Linked DNA regions of Bombyx mori: region 1 is linked to region 2. A link is a contact called in public Hi-C data. All regions are on one chromosome and are shown on one strand. The core of a region is the stretch at or near the end of the contact, and the rest is flanking DNA. Distances in the headings are between cores, read along the strand shown. Region 1 holds the start of LOC101736633 (actin-binding protein WASF2). Region 2 overlaps LOC101736633 (actin-binding protein WASF2).

Evidence for each region. Hi-C and Micro-C count contacts between places; a contact is called where the count stands out from the background.
Region 1: a contact with region 2 is called in a Hi-C map of whole pupa, with 2.0 times the contacts expected there. The contact joins the promoter of LOC101736633 here to the enhancer-like site in region 2. A contact is called at or near these places in 2 of 7 Hi-C or Micro-C datasets (midgut and whole pupa).

The regions. Positions count from the first base shown.
Region 1 is chr11:11,910,751-11,917,921 of ASM3026992v2, forward strand. LOC101736633 (actin-binding protein WASF2) reads right to left here and starts at 4,901. Exons shown (of 5, transcript XM_062671176.1): 1 at 4,597-4,901.
Region 2 is chr11:11,862,116-11,869,942 of ASM3026992v2, forward strand. All of the region lies in intron 1 of LOC101736633 (actin-binding protein WASF2), which reads right to left. Among protein-coding and RNA genes, the nearest start is that of LOC101736633, 50 kb to the right of the region's middle. Within about 2 kb of position 3,471, at least 4 of the 8 cell types and tissues checked have open chromatin away from gene starts, as enhancers often do.

The DNA.
Region 1 (7,171 bases), core at 3,651-6,150, 50 kb after region 2:
TTCTATCGTGATTTCTCCCTAGTATTAGATATATTTGTCCAATTCAAACTCCAGTATAAACTGGATTATTTTCCATGGACATATTTTCTTCACTTCAACATGTTAAAAAATGTGTTCTCAGAGAACTATCTCTGAAGCGCCATAAATTATGGACTTACCGTGTGCTTACCGTAATAGGAATGCCTAATGGTTTAAATTACAAATACAGTTAAAACTACTTTTAATCTTGATTTAATTATAATCTCGCGTTTTTATACCGTTATTACCTATATTATTTCCGACGTTTCGTACACTGTATAGTTTTCGTGGTCACGAACGACTAACGTGTTATTCGTCAATATTTGAACATTGTGCGAAGATTAAAGCGCAAAAGTAGTTTTACCTTACGACTTGTGAAAATCAAATAAAATATGATACTATACAAAAACAGTACTAGATTAATATGTTATCAAGGCTCACAGGCACACCTATGAACACCTATGATTAGGTTTACGTTACCCAAAAAGTATCGATTGCAAATTTTAAAATAAAAGCTAACGGCACAAAAAAAGTCTACATAGTTAACGAAGATACTGTGAATCAATATGCAGGGTAATTTGATTTTTCATTTTATAAAACTTCAGTGATCCGTAAAACTTTTTGTAGAGAGCCCTTAAAAGAAATTAACAACGTCATTAACCAACAAAAATTTCTAGATTTAAATCAAGCTCTGTTAATTAATTCTAAGTTAATTCAAAATTAATGTAGCTTGCTAGATTGATCTTGAAAATTATTATATTATAGGTTACTAAGCTTTATATAGGAACACGTTTTATGATGAAAGGTTTTAAAAAGGATCGATTCTCTTAACTTCAATTTGCAGGTACATGGGTGCTCTGTAACCCAAAGCTTGATAAAACTTAAAAGAATCAAATTTTCTAAATAGGATTTCACAGATCAGATAAATTATATAAAATAGATTATATGTTATATCTTATATTCGAGCCTTGCAAATGACCATGACCGGTCGATTCTAATGTCATACACTGGACCTGTCGTTTCGTTTTTTTTACAAATATTTCGTTCAAATTACTGACTATAATTTAAGACCTTACAAATATTACAATATACTTAAAAGTAAAACGACACTACAAAAAAAAATCCGTGTATAACACGAGGGCTTTTACAGTCTGTAAGTTGTACGGATGAAAGAGAGGAAGGGCCAGTCTGGGTTTGGCGGGGACGTGGGGTCGGCGGCGTTCAAGGTGAAGGCCACCCCTGCCACCGTCATGAAACTAATCACCTCTACACACATTTGGTGCAGAAGGTGATACACACTGCTGCGCTGAAAACCTAATATGATACTTATTTTTATATTAATAAAATTCATCATCATGTATTTATTGCCTCTCAAATAGAAAACGCTTAGATTTTTACACGTAAATAAAAATATATATAAAAGAAAAAAACATAAGGAGCTAGCACAGCTGATGTTGTCCGAAGTGGATGCATTGAACAGCGCTGATTTTCAGTAACCCGTTCCCCTTTGGTGTTGTGCGGGATTTAATAGTCTAAAGTTTAAAAACTAGAAAAATCAAGGGAGAAAAAAACAAGAATCCAATGAGGAAGGTTTGGATATTGGACTATGAATATTTTTCAAAATGTTACCTATACACTCCGAAACGGCTGGACCGATTTCGATGTAATTTTCATAACGCAATATCAAACAAACCTTTTTCTTCGTTTATGCACTTCAATTGTCATATTCTAGTGGCAATTGGATTGAACTGTTTAGATTTTCCGACGTTTATGGCTTAATTAATTTATATAATTCAATCGTCTTTGGTAATTACACGAACTTTCACTCCAAAAATATATCTCATACAATAGAAACACGTTTGCCAATTGTAATCGATTAAATTTTTTTTTAGAAATGTGAGCAGAAACGATCTAAAAACTGTCATTCGAACTAGGACTTTTATCTACCATGCCTGATGCCACTAACTACTTCACCAAGGAGGAACTCAATATAAATATCTAAAACTTTTTTAAAGAGTTTTTCATAAACAGAATCCTTTGATATGGGTGTGATATTAGAATTATTACCTCAATACAAGTTACTACGAGTATTCTATATACATATATTTATATATACAATAATATTATAAGTATCATTTACTATATATGCATTATCTAGGTACTGGTTACTAGGTACTGGTGGTAGGATCTCTTGTGAGTCCGGACGGGTAGGTACCACCGCCTCGCCTATTTCTGCCGTGAAGCAGTAATGCGTATCGGTTTGAAGGGTGGGGTAGCCGTTGTCACTATACTGAGAATTTAGAACTTATATCTCAAGACGGATGGCGCATTTACGTTGTAGATGTCTATGGGCTCCAGTAACCACTTAACATCAGGTGGGCTGTGAGCTCGTCCACCCACCTAAGCAATAAAAAAAATTAGTAGCATTGTTTTTGTTGATGTGTTAACTTTTGTTGTATTCTTTGTGCAATCAAAACTGTTTTGTGTCTAACTGAACGCAACGGTCGTATGTCAAGTGAACCGTGAACACAGCGTGAAGGGCGGGCGGTACTACAGACCGGCTACAGAATATCCGGCATCCATCTTTATGACGACACAAATATACCTTCCTTTTCGCGCTTGTACGTTTCTTCATAAGAGTGACAAAGCGGCAATACATAGGATAATTGTGCTTATCGAATATAATGCACGTAAAGCTGGGCTGTGCAGACTATCTGTCGGCGCAGACAGAATGCAATTAAATGACGTCATAAGCCACCTTGTGCAAGGGGACGCTAATCACTCACTGCCGCCGCCTTAATTTTGTTTTGTGTAGCTACAGATATGCACTCGCCTCACGATACTGTCGGAGCCTAAAGATACTATCAGTAGATAGTTAATAAACAAATTTGAATCGTTGCCTAGTACATAAAACGCCCAATTTACTCGTAAACATATTACAGAGATATGACTATTTGTGCGGGCGCCAGTTTATTTAATCATGTCTTTCTGCTCCGAAGAATTCATTTGTTCCAGTTTGAAAGGTGAAACGACTCTTAGACTTTGGCCCTATGTTATGCGGGTAGCTGCATTCATTCATAGGCCCCGGTTGCTTTTAAAGCAGTTAGCCCATCTATGGAATTAAGAAACTTCTAATTACATATTATAATTATGTAGGCAAATCAGCATGATAAGATATGGAGGTATAGCCCGTGTACGGTACAGAAGGGAATCTCACCGTGAATCTCACAATTACGTTGCATGGACTAAGTTAGTCCTGTCTGCTGTTTAAGATTTTTATATTTATCGCTCAGAATTTCTGTATTCTGAGATTTATCGGCATTGAACTTGAGAAGACGAGAGCTAACTAGACGACTGTCTATCTCATCAAGTATTATTTTTGTAGTAGTCTGTAATATAATAGTAATGCAATAAAATGGTAATATGATTCATATAGTTAATTTCTTTCCTTAGATGATTATAGTCAAACTGCCGGTTGTATCGAAGAGATCGCTCTTAGGGATAAGACCACCATTTGTTCTTTTTGTGTTTAATCTTTTGCTTTTTTTTTATTCCTACAACAGATGGGCGATCTATCTGGTGGTAAGTGGTCACTAGAGTTACCACGTTACCTCGAAGTGAATCATGTTAATGCTACCACTCACTCACTTTGAGACTTGAGCTCTAAGTCTCAACTTTTACAAGATGGTGGGGCATAGTAACTATGTGCATATTTTTTGCGGGTTTGATCTTTATAAGCAATCTTTATAACGGCCGTCTGGTGTAGTGGTAAGTGACATGGTCACTACACAAGGGGGTCGCGGGTTCGAATCCCGCCAAGGGAAGATATTTGTATGATAAATATAAATGTCTTTTCCAGGGTTATGGATGTATATTAAATATATGTATGTGTATAATAAAAATCTTATATTTATTTCCGTTATCTGGTACCTGTAACACAAGTTCTTTACGAACTTAGCACGGGACCAGTTAACGTGGCGTGATTGTTAGTAAATATTTATTTATTTATAAAAAAAAAAAAAAAAAAAAAATATTCCTTCACCGTGAAAGTCATTTGTGTTGATTTTGTATTGGTGTACAATAGAGCATACTGTATTCTACTTTATTACGTATCCAAAGCGTTTAATATACACAGGTGTGTGAAGTTTATAAATGAAAAGAAAGTCAATCTTATCAATGACGAAACTTCAGCCACCTCTATCCTTATTTTAGAAACGTGGTCGTACACGAAGAAAGTAAATTAAGCACATCAAATATGATAAAATATAAATATTTTCGAAGCTATCGAAAAGTAAAAATAAAAAAAATTATAAATTTCCCTTTTAAATTCCAAGCTTTTAAGAGGATTACAGCGTTGACAAAGCTTCTAAAACTTCAATCACAAACCATATTCAGCTTACATAAGTAGTTATTTGCTTACAACTATGAGGGTGATATTATACGAACAGTTAACAAAGTAAATCTCATTTATTAGTTACATTATGAATAAACCCACACATATCTCGAATTGGAATAAACTATCAGCTTTCATAATATATATTTTGAAGTTAGCTTATTCAAATGAGAATTATTTTTTACCTTTCAAAATCTACTACAAATTCAGTTCACTTATCACAGATAATCCGTAGTTCGTATTGTCATTAGTGCCTTCGTAGGATTCTCCCGACCTTCATTGAAATGTCACTTTAACCCTTAACTTTACGTAAATATGAATGATATTAAATTGATTCAACAATACACGTGCTATGACAAGAGACAGACGCGACGGATATGAGGTCTTCCGCGGCGTTATCGGTCGGCACTTTTGTTAAATTAAAACGGATGAACGGTCTAAAGTGGAGCACTCCATAACTAACTGTTGGTGCGGAGACGTCTGCGAGCGATTACGGCAATCTAAGTTACGGGTTCCGTGAACGAATACGTCACGACATTAATAATATTTAACGCGAATAAAACTATTTTAGTTTTTCTTGTATGTCTTATCAATCAAGAGACATAGTATACCTTGCTTTAACGTAGTCTTTTATATTTTGGTTCGGCACTTTATGAGTCCGCACTGGCCGGTTCCACCGCCCTGTCTCAAACAACAATCACGGGCTATACTGGATAGCTGTTAGCTCAACGCAGCTTACGTCTAATATCTCAGGATGATTAGTTGCGTTTACGTTCAGGTGTCTATGAGCTTTGGTATCCACTAAACCCCAGGCCGGCCGTCACGTCGTCTGTTCAACAACGCTAATAAGAAAAATGCAAATTAAGGCCCCAGCAAGCATTTTATGATTCTTAACATATCTGACGTTAGTCCATTAAATTTCCACAATATTTACAAATCAATATAGAGGTTTGGTCGTGGGTATGAAAAGACAGTTTGTTGATAATTTACGATCTAATTGGTTTTTTAAATATTATTGACTCTGCTTAACATCATGTTGACCGTGAATTTCGTCAATTCATTTAAGCTAAGTGAGTAGAAAAACGCAGCTTTCCGAACTAACATTCCTTTTGATTAATTATTTTCCATTTTCCATGGAAACGCGAAGTAAAGTCGGCAGACGATAGAAAATAGGACGCGCCAGGCGTCGTGTGGGGTCGGACCCCCTCGCCTTGTTTCATAATGATTAAGGAACTTAACCCAAATACTTGAACAACAGCAAATTTAACGTACTAACTCTGTATTAAGAACACTGTGGTTTATATAGTCTTCCGAAACCTACACTTATTCCTAATCCATTATTATAAATACTGTGATAGGCATCGTTATATCATACTTTTAATATGTGCATTTAAAAATTACAAATCCAAAATATTCAGTATTGAGCGAACTCAATTTAAAAACGACTACACGTTATTCAATTTTATTGTGAACGTAATTTATACATCATAGGCTAGCACCAATGTACCTATGTACATAAATTTCCATAATGCAATTCGTCTAGACCAGACAGTGCGCCTCGCGACGTATGAGTGAATATTTCTTTCAGATACCTAACGATATAAAACATGTTTATTTCATTTCACTTTTGTTTTGATTTCTTTAACGACTACGAGTTTTATCATAAAGTTTTTGACGATTACTGTTTACTTTTATAATGCCAGTTAAAACAGAGAAGCTTTATATAGTAATTATATGATTTTTGTATACAGATAGATCCAGTGGGTAGGATTTAATTATCAAAATTAGAAATCCAAACATTATTAGGTGAAGTGTCACTGTCTAAAAATATTTATGTGGTTTTTAAGAAACCTTAGTTTGGCGGATATAAATAAAAATAATAACATACCTCCGTCATAGTGCGATATGCATTGGTATGTAACGTGATTCCATTCATAAAACCAAGCGGCAGGTCCTCGTGTTCATAATTTTATAACGGATTTGTGAAAACTTATAATTACTTCATCGTTCTTTCTCGACCGTTTCAACATAGCTGAGGATCGCGACTCTCACGATGTAGTGGATTGATTGACTCTCTTCATCGATATCTGTTACTAGCCAGATAGAGAGCGGTACTTCATCATAAATTTTGATTACTTATTACTTGTCCTCTATTTCAGATTGATCATTACCTTCAAAATATCAGTTAATAATAGTGTATGCCTATATTTAAAATCATTAAAGATGAATTAAAACGAAAGCTGTTTCTCTATACCGATATCTATTCGAGTTCTGTGAAGCGTGCCGGTCGGAGCCGTCTAGAGGTGAACTCAGACGATGCAGTTTGCACTAACTTGTCTGCAACGAGCTCTGAGTACAAAGCGTGCGCCGCTTTACAAAATACGTCGTCGGTTTACCGACTTGGACTTTGGATTTCGTAATATTAAACATTTTTACCCTTAATTTTGACGATTAAAGTTGTTTTTCACTATAAAATACCAAGGATACTATAGCATAGCCTCCAAATAAAATAAAAATAACGTCGTCATGACTTTAATCCAATATCACGAATAATATCAGCATCAGATCAAGAACACTATTCGCAAATTACATGGCGTCATTTATGGTTTGAAAAATATATTTTTTTTTTAATTCTTATACCGAGCTTAGAACTTGAAACGAGCTAACGTCCCACCTGCTATTCAGTGGTTACTGAAGCCCATAAACATCAGCAAGAAAAACGCTACTATCCACCTTGAGACCCACCTGAGTTCTAAGTCT
Region 2 (7,827 bases), core at 2,221-4,720:
TTTGATTAGCGGTACAATAAAAATAAAAATAATATGGATTGTCATTTGTTGATCAATTTTGAGCAATGTGTTCGCTCCGTGCTCTAAAACACGTAAACTACATTAGTTGAATATTATTTTTTGAAATCTTATTTGCTTACTTTCAAAAAAGTAACTAAAGATTTTAGAATTTTTTTCACTCTCAATTGTTGAGATGTTTGCGTTTTAGATATTTGTTTACGGAACACAAAAATTATATCTTGTTAATATATATATGTATATTTTTTTTATTTATTTTTTTATTGCTTAGATGTGTGGACGAGCTCACAGCCCACCTGGTGTTAAGTGGTTACTGGAGCCCATAGACATCTCTAACGTAAATGCGCTACACACCTTGAGATATAGTTCTAAGGTCTCAGTATTGTCACACCGCTACCCCACCCTTCAAACCGAAACGCATTACTGCTTCACGGCAGAAATAGGCGGGGCGGTGGTACCTACCCGCGCGGAGTCACAAGAGGTCCTACCACCAGTAAACTATCGATTTAGTTTTCATTAAATAATAAACAATAATAAAAAATTTAATCGCAATCTTTGTTTTGTCTTGATAAAGAAGAAAGGAAAAATGTATTGCGTGTTGCTACGTGTCTGCTGATATAAATTAATTCTTTTCTTTGTAACATGGCACCTATTGTTTTGATCAAAGCTAAGCGGAGTTGCAGGCTTAATGATTGTCCTCTAGACGAGTCGTAACTACGACATTGACGACCGACGTACACTCTTTGTCCTCTACGTATAACTTGTGTATTTCTGACCTAATCCGTAGTACCTACATAATTTAGAATACCTTAATCAATAATGTACCACCGGTATTGTGTTTTATCGATTCAGCAGTGACTTGATTCCTAGACTGAATTGATGGCACAGTAGTTAGCGCCGCTGACTGCCGGGACACGGGTCGTGGATTTGATTCCCACATTCGGCAGCAATTTGTGTAACGAACTAGTTTGTTTGGTATGTGTCTAGGTGTTAATTACCTATATACGTATTTTAAAATTAATAAGTCTATTATTTAGGTCTTACGCGACTAGTAAAAATCATGAATTAAATACGAGTTAAGGCCTAAAACTATGTTCTCGTGTGATTAATGCTGAAAATGAACATACGAGTATGTCACGTCTCCTCAGGAATAGCCACTTAGGCTACCAGTGAATAGGTATGAAAAAAAAACAAGAAGGTTAGTGTAAAAAAGGTTTTTCGAAATAATACCATAATATAATAGTTTAAAAGACTAAGAAATCTTTGCTTTACATGCAGGTAACTATACTGAGACCTTAGAACTTATATCTCAAGGAGGGTGGCGCATTTACGTTGTAGATGTCTATTGGCTCCAGTAACCTTAACACCAGGTGGGCTGTGAGCTCGTCCACCCATCTAAGCAATAAAAATAAAAAGGTACGGTACTTGCACTAAGACCAAATAGCGGTCGAACCTGTTTTCTGTGGTTACTCCTTAGTCCAGACATAACTTGTTTAAAATATTTATTGTAAAATTAAGGTGTGGGCGTAGTATTGTGTGCAACTTTCCGATCATTATCATCTTTTCGCGATCATAGGAGCAAAATTGGTTGAGGCATCTCGGCAAATTAATTACTTTCTTGAATACTGGTGGTGGCGCAGATAGTAACTCCACACAACTTGATACTGCTCACTGTCTAGCCCATTTCTGTTAAGATGGAACGGTTTGTTGAGATTTAGAGGTTATGAAATTTGTGTTACCAACCATTTAAGACTTCGATATGCTACTGAGTGGTGGCATTTACAACGGTGGTACCAATGGACAGTCAATACAAAATAGGGAGTGAGCTCGGTTTTCGTAAAAGAATCATCGTTTTGCATGAGCGAGTCATGTCATAAGTTTCAGAATGCAATCTTTGTGTTCAATTCACCTCCAAACAACATGCATATACCGGTCACAAACACGTTTCATTGTTTGTTGAAGTTCTTTAAACAGACAAGAGGTCGTTTTCTGTACTTCGTTTATAAGTCTGAGAATTAAATGAACCGAACATTATTAAATGATAAAATACCCAGTTATATTTTACTGAGCTTAAAAATACAATAGAAAATTGTTAAAATTACTAATCATTATAGAACAAAATTATTGCACCATTTTCACCAATTACGCGATCGTTATTCACTTGAGAATAATTCAGAGACGGATTTATTCCGGTGAATAGAAAGGCGTCTTGACGTTCGAACATTTTAAATATCTTTTTTCGTCTATAAAAATTCACACCCTAATTGCCGTGTAAATGCTATCACAACTATGTATTTAGTCGTAACAAAAAACGGGCGCTAGATGTCTATCACGTGCATGCTGTCGATACCCGTTAAGTCTGTATTCCAATGCATTCATAGAGACGTCAACGCGAAATAGCTTACACTTACCAATTTGATCATAAATTGACAGAAATTGAATTATAGCATGTAGGTAGTATGTATGTAAGGTAGGTAAATAATTGTTTAATTACTCAACAGAGAATTAAAGTCCGAGAGTCGACAAACTGAAGTGACAGTGGGCTGGCCATATCTACCGTAGAACCGACGATCGCTGTGGTAAACGGGTTCTTGAGTGGAGACCACGCAGTGGCAAACGTAGCATGGGACGCCGCCGGCTAGGTGGTGCGATGATCTTCGAAGGATGGTTGGCAAGAGCTGGATGGGTAGAGTCAAAGACCGGGCTCAGTGGTGTGGATGGGGAGAGACCTATCTATGTCCAGCAGTGGACAGCAGTGGGCTTATGATGGTGATGATGGAAAAACACCGAGAGAGGATAAGATGGATCTATAGGGACTTGGTTAGAATGAAGACGGTGGTTTGTGGCTGCATGAGCCGAGTCAAGGTTGTAGTTAGCGGTGGCTGCGATTGAGGAAGCTTTCTTTTGCAATGCTGTCATACAGAAGCGCTCCTGAGTTGCCTTCATCGACTTATGGATGGGTTCAACATGGATCGTCGTGAAGGCCTACATTTTTCACATACCACGGTGTAACTAGATACGGAATACGAATTTATGTAGTGTCTGATAAAAGATAGAAATTAACAGTCCATTACAGAAACTGTATTCCTGATGGTGTTAGTTGTAAATAAAAACGACAAAAAAAGTACTTACAATTTTATCGTTAAAATTCAAATTTCGAGACTTCCATTTGGCAGTAATTAATTAATTAATTAATTAAGGAAACTAACAAAAATATTGAATATAAAAGCATTCTTAAAATAAAAATCATGAAAAAAAAAATTGGTCGCCATTGAACTGCAGTTCATCACGTTGAAAACTAATTGCGTTTACGGACGTATGTACCAAACTCTGTGTTAAGTTAACGTTGATATTTTCAGAATTTCAATGGAAGATTTCCTTATAATATTACGTAGACACACAGATAGCTGCCGCGGTCGTGTACCAGTCAGCTATTAAAAATTCGTCTGCGGCCTGTCTAGACGCGCTCCGCTTACTTTGTGACGTGACCCCGCAAGCATCCAGCTTATTACATATCTATGTAGTTGTTATTCTATCTTGTCTACAAAGATTACAGGTTTATATTAAAACCGTAGACTTCTCTTTAACATTATTCAAATTCAAACGTTCGAATTTCTGAAAATTCTTTTTAAATGTACGTACATATGTGCGTAATGAATATATTTTTCACTTTTTATTTATGGATGTTGAATTTTAGATTTAACAAAAATATACTAAGATATATGGATATATTTTGAAATTTGTACTTTTTAGTAAAGCCTCGTAGATTCGTAAATTCGTAAATTTTCATTTTGATAATTGAAGATGGCGGTGATGTTAAGCGGAGGAAATAGACAATAAATACACTTTGAATGCAGATTGTTTCTCAACTGCCCACAATAGCCTGGCACCTAATTATGCAGCGTTAGCTATCATAGAACAGAACATATTTGACATACGCCTGGACGCGTGGCCCTAACGACATATTCGGACCGTCGCTCTACCGAGCGGGTGAAATTACTCGGTAGAGTTAAATTTCCAATCAAGACAAACCTATCAAACTAAACGTAATTAAGACCTTTAATTAATTTATCGCTTTATACTTAGTCTGGCCATAAATACTGTTACAATTAAAAATAAATAAAATATTACATTTGAATTTGGAATCTGTCATTTTTATATGATTGCTCATTGAGTTTTCTCATTTTGGTGCCAATACATTGTACAATATTTTGCGATATTAAAATGGAGTGGGGTGATAAAGAGAACCGAATCGCTGTGATTGCATTACACAAAGTAGGTATGGAGCCAAATTCAATTTTTAAAACTCTCTATACGCTTGGTATTAGTAAAATGTTTGTGTACCGGGCTATTAATAGGTGCAATGAGACCTCCTCTGTTTGTGACAGAAAAACATCTGGCCGTCCACGTAGCGTTCGTACGAAAAAGGTGGTCAAAGCAGTAAGGGAAAGAATTCGAAGAAATCTTGTCCGAAAGCAATTATCAATTGAGCAATATTTTAACAAACAAAATGACCGTATTTATGCTCAAAGCTCTAAGGAAGCTTCCCAATTAGTCGACAGAGTGTAACGTGGGCACTATCCGACTTCAGATATCCATCATGACGATTAGCTCATAATCTAGCAATAGAGATTTATTATATCAAGTCTAATTTTAATTTCTTGATTGAAAGAAGTTTAATTTGATTTTATAAAAATATTAATGCAGAATATATTATTGTACAAACTCAACTGTAAAGATATTTTAACGATGATTCCGGAGACATTTGACCGCGTCTTGCAGGTCGAAGACAAAGACCGGAAAACACAGACTTACAAAACACATATTTAAAAGTTGATTCCAAAGTGCAACAACCTCTTAAAATTTCATTATATGTTTTTCATATGTTTTTTCACAATGAAGATTACGACAAATAATTTTGTATTAAACAACTATTCTTTAGACTGAACAATAAAATTTTATTCAATTAAAATAACACTGCATACTGTTGAACTTTGTTTTTTTTTTTTTTTTTTTTTTTTATGATTGAAGGATTACTGGTGGCCCGGAGGCCTTTCCAATTTCACCAGGACAGGTGGGCGAGCAAAGGCTCAGCCAGGAGGGGTGGGATTTGCTAACAGCTACCCGAGCGCCTCCGAAGGAGACCTAACAGCTCAAGAGCAGCTGCTTCGCGAATGAATCTACTACCGGATCGGAATCGCGACCCGCTGAGAAGATCCGGCGAGAAACTCAGCGAGCTGATTCATGGGTTAGGTTGCACGGCGAACTCTTTGTCGAGTTCGACGAGTACGGTTACCGAGGTCCCTAAGCCTGCTCCTAGAGCTGAAGGCGTCTAGTGCGAAGGTTATTGGATCTGATGGATCCGTAAGGACGTGTCTAGGGCGTCGACGGTGACTGGCTCCTGCATGATCAGGATTCGGGGAGTAGTCAGCGGCGGCTACGATAAGGCGATTATCATGACGCATAGCCTTATCGAAGTACCGTTCCGACGCTGACTTCATGTATTTCTGTATAGATTCGAGGCCCAGGTCGTCGTGTAGGTCAACGTTCCTCACGAACCACGGAGCTCCGACGGCTAACCTGCAAAAGCGGGATTGTAGAGATTGAAGGGTGTCTATGTGCGTGCGGGCCGCGTGAGCGAACACCACACTCGCGTAAGTCATGACGGGCCTTATGCAAGTTTTGTAAAGTGTCACCTTGTTCCGAAGGGACATTTTACTCCGCTTACAAATCATGGGGTAGAGTCTACCGAGAATAAACGCGGCACGGTCACGGACTGATTTTATATGCGGGCGGAATGTCATCGATGCATCCAGGGTAACGCCCAGGTACTTGACCTTCCTGGCCCAGGGTATGGATTGACTAAAGAGAGTAATCGGGGGTGTGAGATTCCTCCTCCTAATACGGGAGGAAATCCGTGTGGAGCTTCCCCTCTGAAAGAGCACCGCAGTACTTTTCGCTGGGTTGATGTCTATGCGCCATTTTCGGAACCACTGTCCTAGGGCTAGGGCTGCGCTCTGAAGCTTCTTCGCGATTAGGGACTTGTTTCTACTGGAATAGTAAACAGTCGTGTCGTCGGCGAATAAAGCTAAATGGGTCGGCGGCGACCGGGGAATATCGTTAACGAATAAGCTAAATAGGAGGGGTGAGAGGACAGAGCCTTGCGGGACTCCAGCTGTGAGAGGTCGTGGGGAGGAGCGGGTTCCCTCGACTCGATATCGAAAAGAGCGGCTCGACAAGAAGTCCCGTATGATGAGCACGAGACTATCCGGCACACCCATGTTGAATAGTTTGAAAATCAAACCGTTGTGCCAGACTTTGTCGAACGCTTTTGCGACGTCGAAGAAGAGAGCTCCCGTGTATAACGGTTTTGGTCGATTAAGCCCCACAAGAATGTGCTCCGTGAGGCGGTGCACCTGTTGAACGCATGAGTGATTTGTACGGAATCCGAATTGTTCATCGATGAGAATGCCCTTGGATGAGACGAAGTCTCTGAGGCGTTTGTAGAGCAGACGCTCATACAGTTTGCCTAGAGACATGAGGAGGCTAATCGGGCGGTAGCTCGTCGGATGATTTTTTGGTTTACCGGGTTTATGTATGCCGATAACGTCCGCTTCTTTCCACACCGCGGGAAAGATACAGTTCGCCATAGCGGCATTGAAAATAGATGCCAACATCACGATGAGTTGGACGGGTAGAAGTTTAATAACGCGGTTGGATATACCGTCGGAACCGGGAGCCTTGCGAGGACGTAGGTCTTTGATCAAGTCTTTAACTTCCATCGGGGTGACGGGTGGTAACACATCAGAGGGTGGCAAGGAGGCTCTGCGTTCTACCTCACTGTCTACTAATTCTACATGCACAGGGTCCACGGATTGAGTGCTGGGCGTGCACTGGGTTTGCAATGTATCGGCCAGCAGCTCTGCTTTTTCGTCATCATCGAACGCCGTGAGTCGGCCTGAGGGGCCTACGAGGGGGGGCATAGTTACTACCGTATCCGATTTGAGAGTACGAGCTAAGCGGTAGTAAGACCTTTGGGAGGGCGCGAGTCCTTCTAAGAAATCAGACCATCTGGCATCTCGGACTTCGGCGATGCGAGACTTTACGTCGCGTTGTAGGGCACGCATTCGAATACGATTTTCCGCGGTAGGATACCTGTCGTAGGCGCGTATCGAGGCGTTCTTAGCTCTAAGGAGTTCCCTAATATCGTCGGACAATTTGAAGCGGTGAAGGAAGTCCTCCGCTACAACTTGTTTCGATGACCTATCTAATGTCGAGGTGATGTGTGACGTTAAGATGTCTATGGCTTCAGCGGTATCCTGAGGAGACGGGGTAGAGTCCGGGCTAAACGGTAGCGATGGTGGATCAGATTCAGCCAGGCTGATGCCCAGCGTGTGCCAATCCACCACAGTCCTCGTGACGGGAACGGAATCGGGAGCGCGACCGAGCTTCATAACGACGGGACGGTGGTCTGAATCTAACTCTGAAACTACTTCGATCGAGTGTAAGCGCAGAGTTACGTTTTTTAATAACGCTATGTCGAGTATATCCGGGCGATGCGCGATATTTAGCGGGTAGTGAGTCGGGATTAGCGGAGCGACGATATCGAAGGCGAGATTATCGACTAACGCGTCAAGCCGCCTGCCATTCGGGGTTGTGGTGTGTGAGTTCCACCTAATGTGTTTACAATTTAGGTCGCCCGCCAGAATGACAGAGCTCCCCATGCCGAGCAGCGCCTCGATATCACTGCTTAGAACGATCTTATCCGGTGGAAGATAAACGGACGCGATAACGATCGGCGCGTGTCCC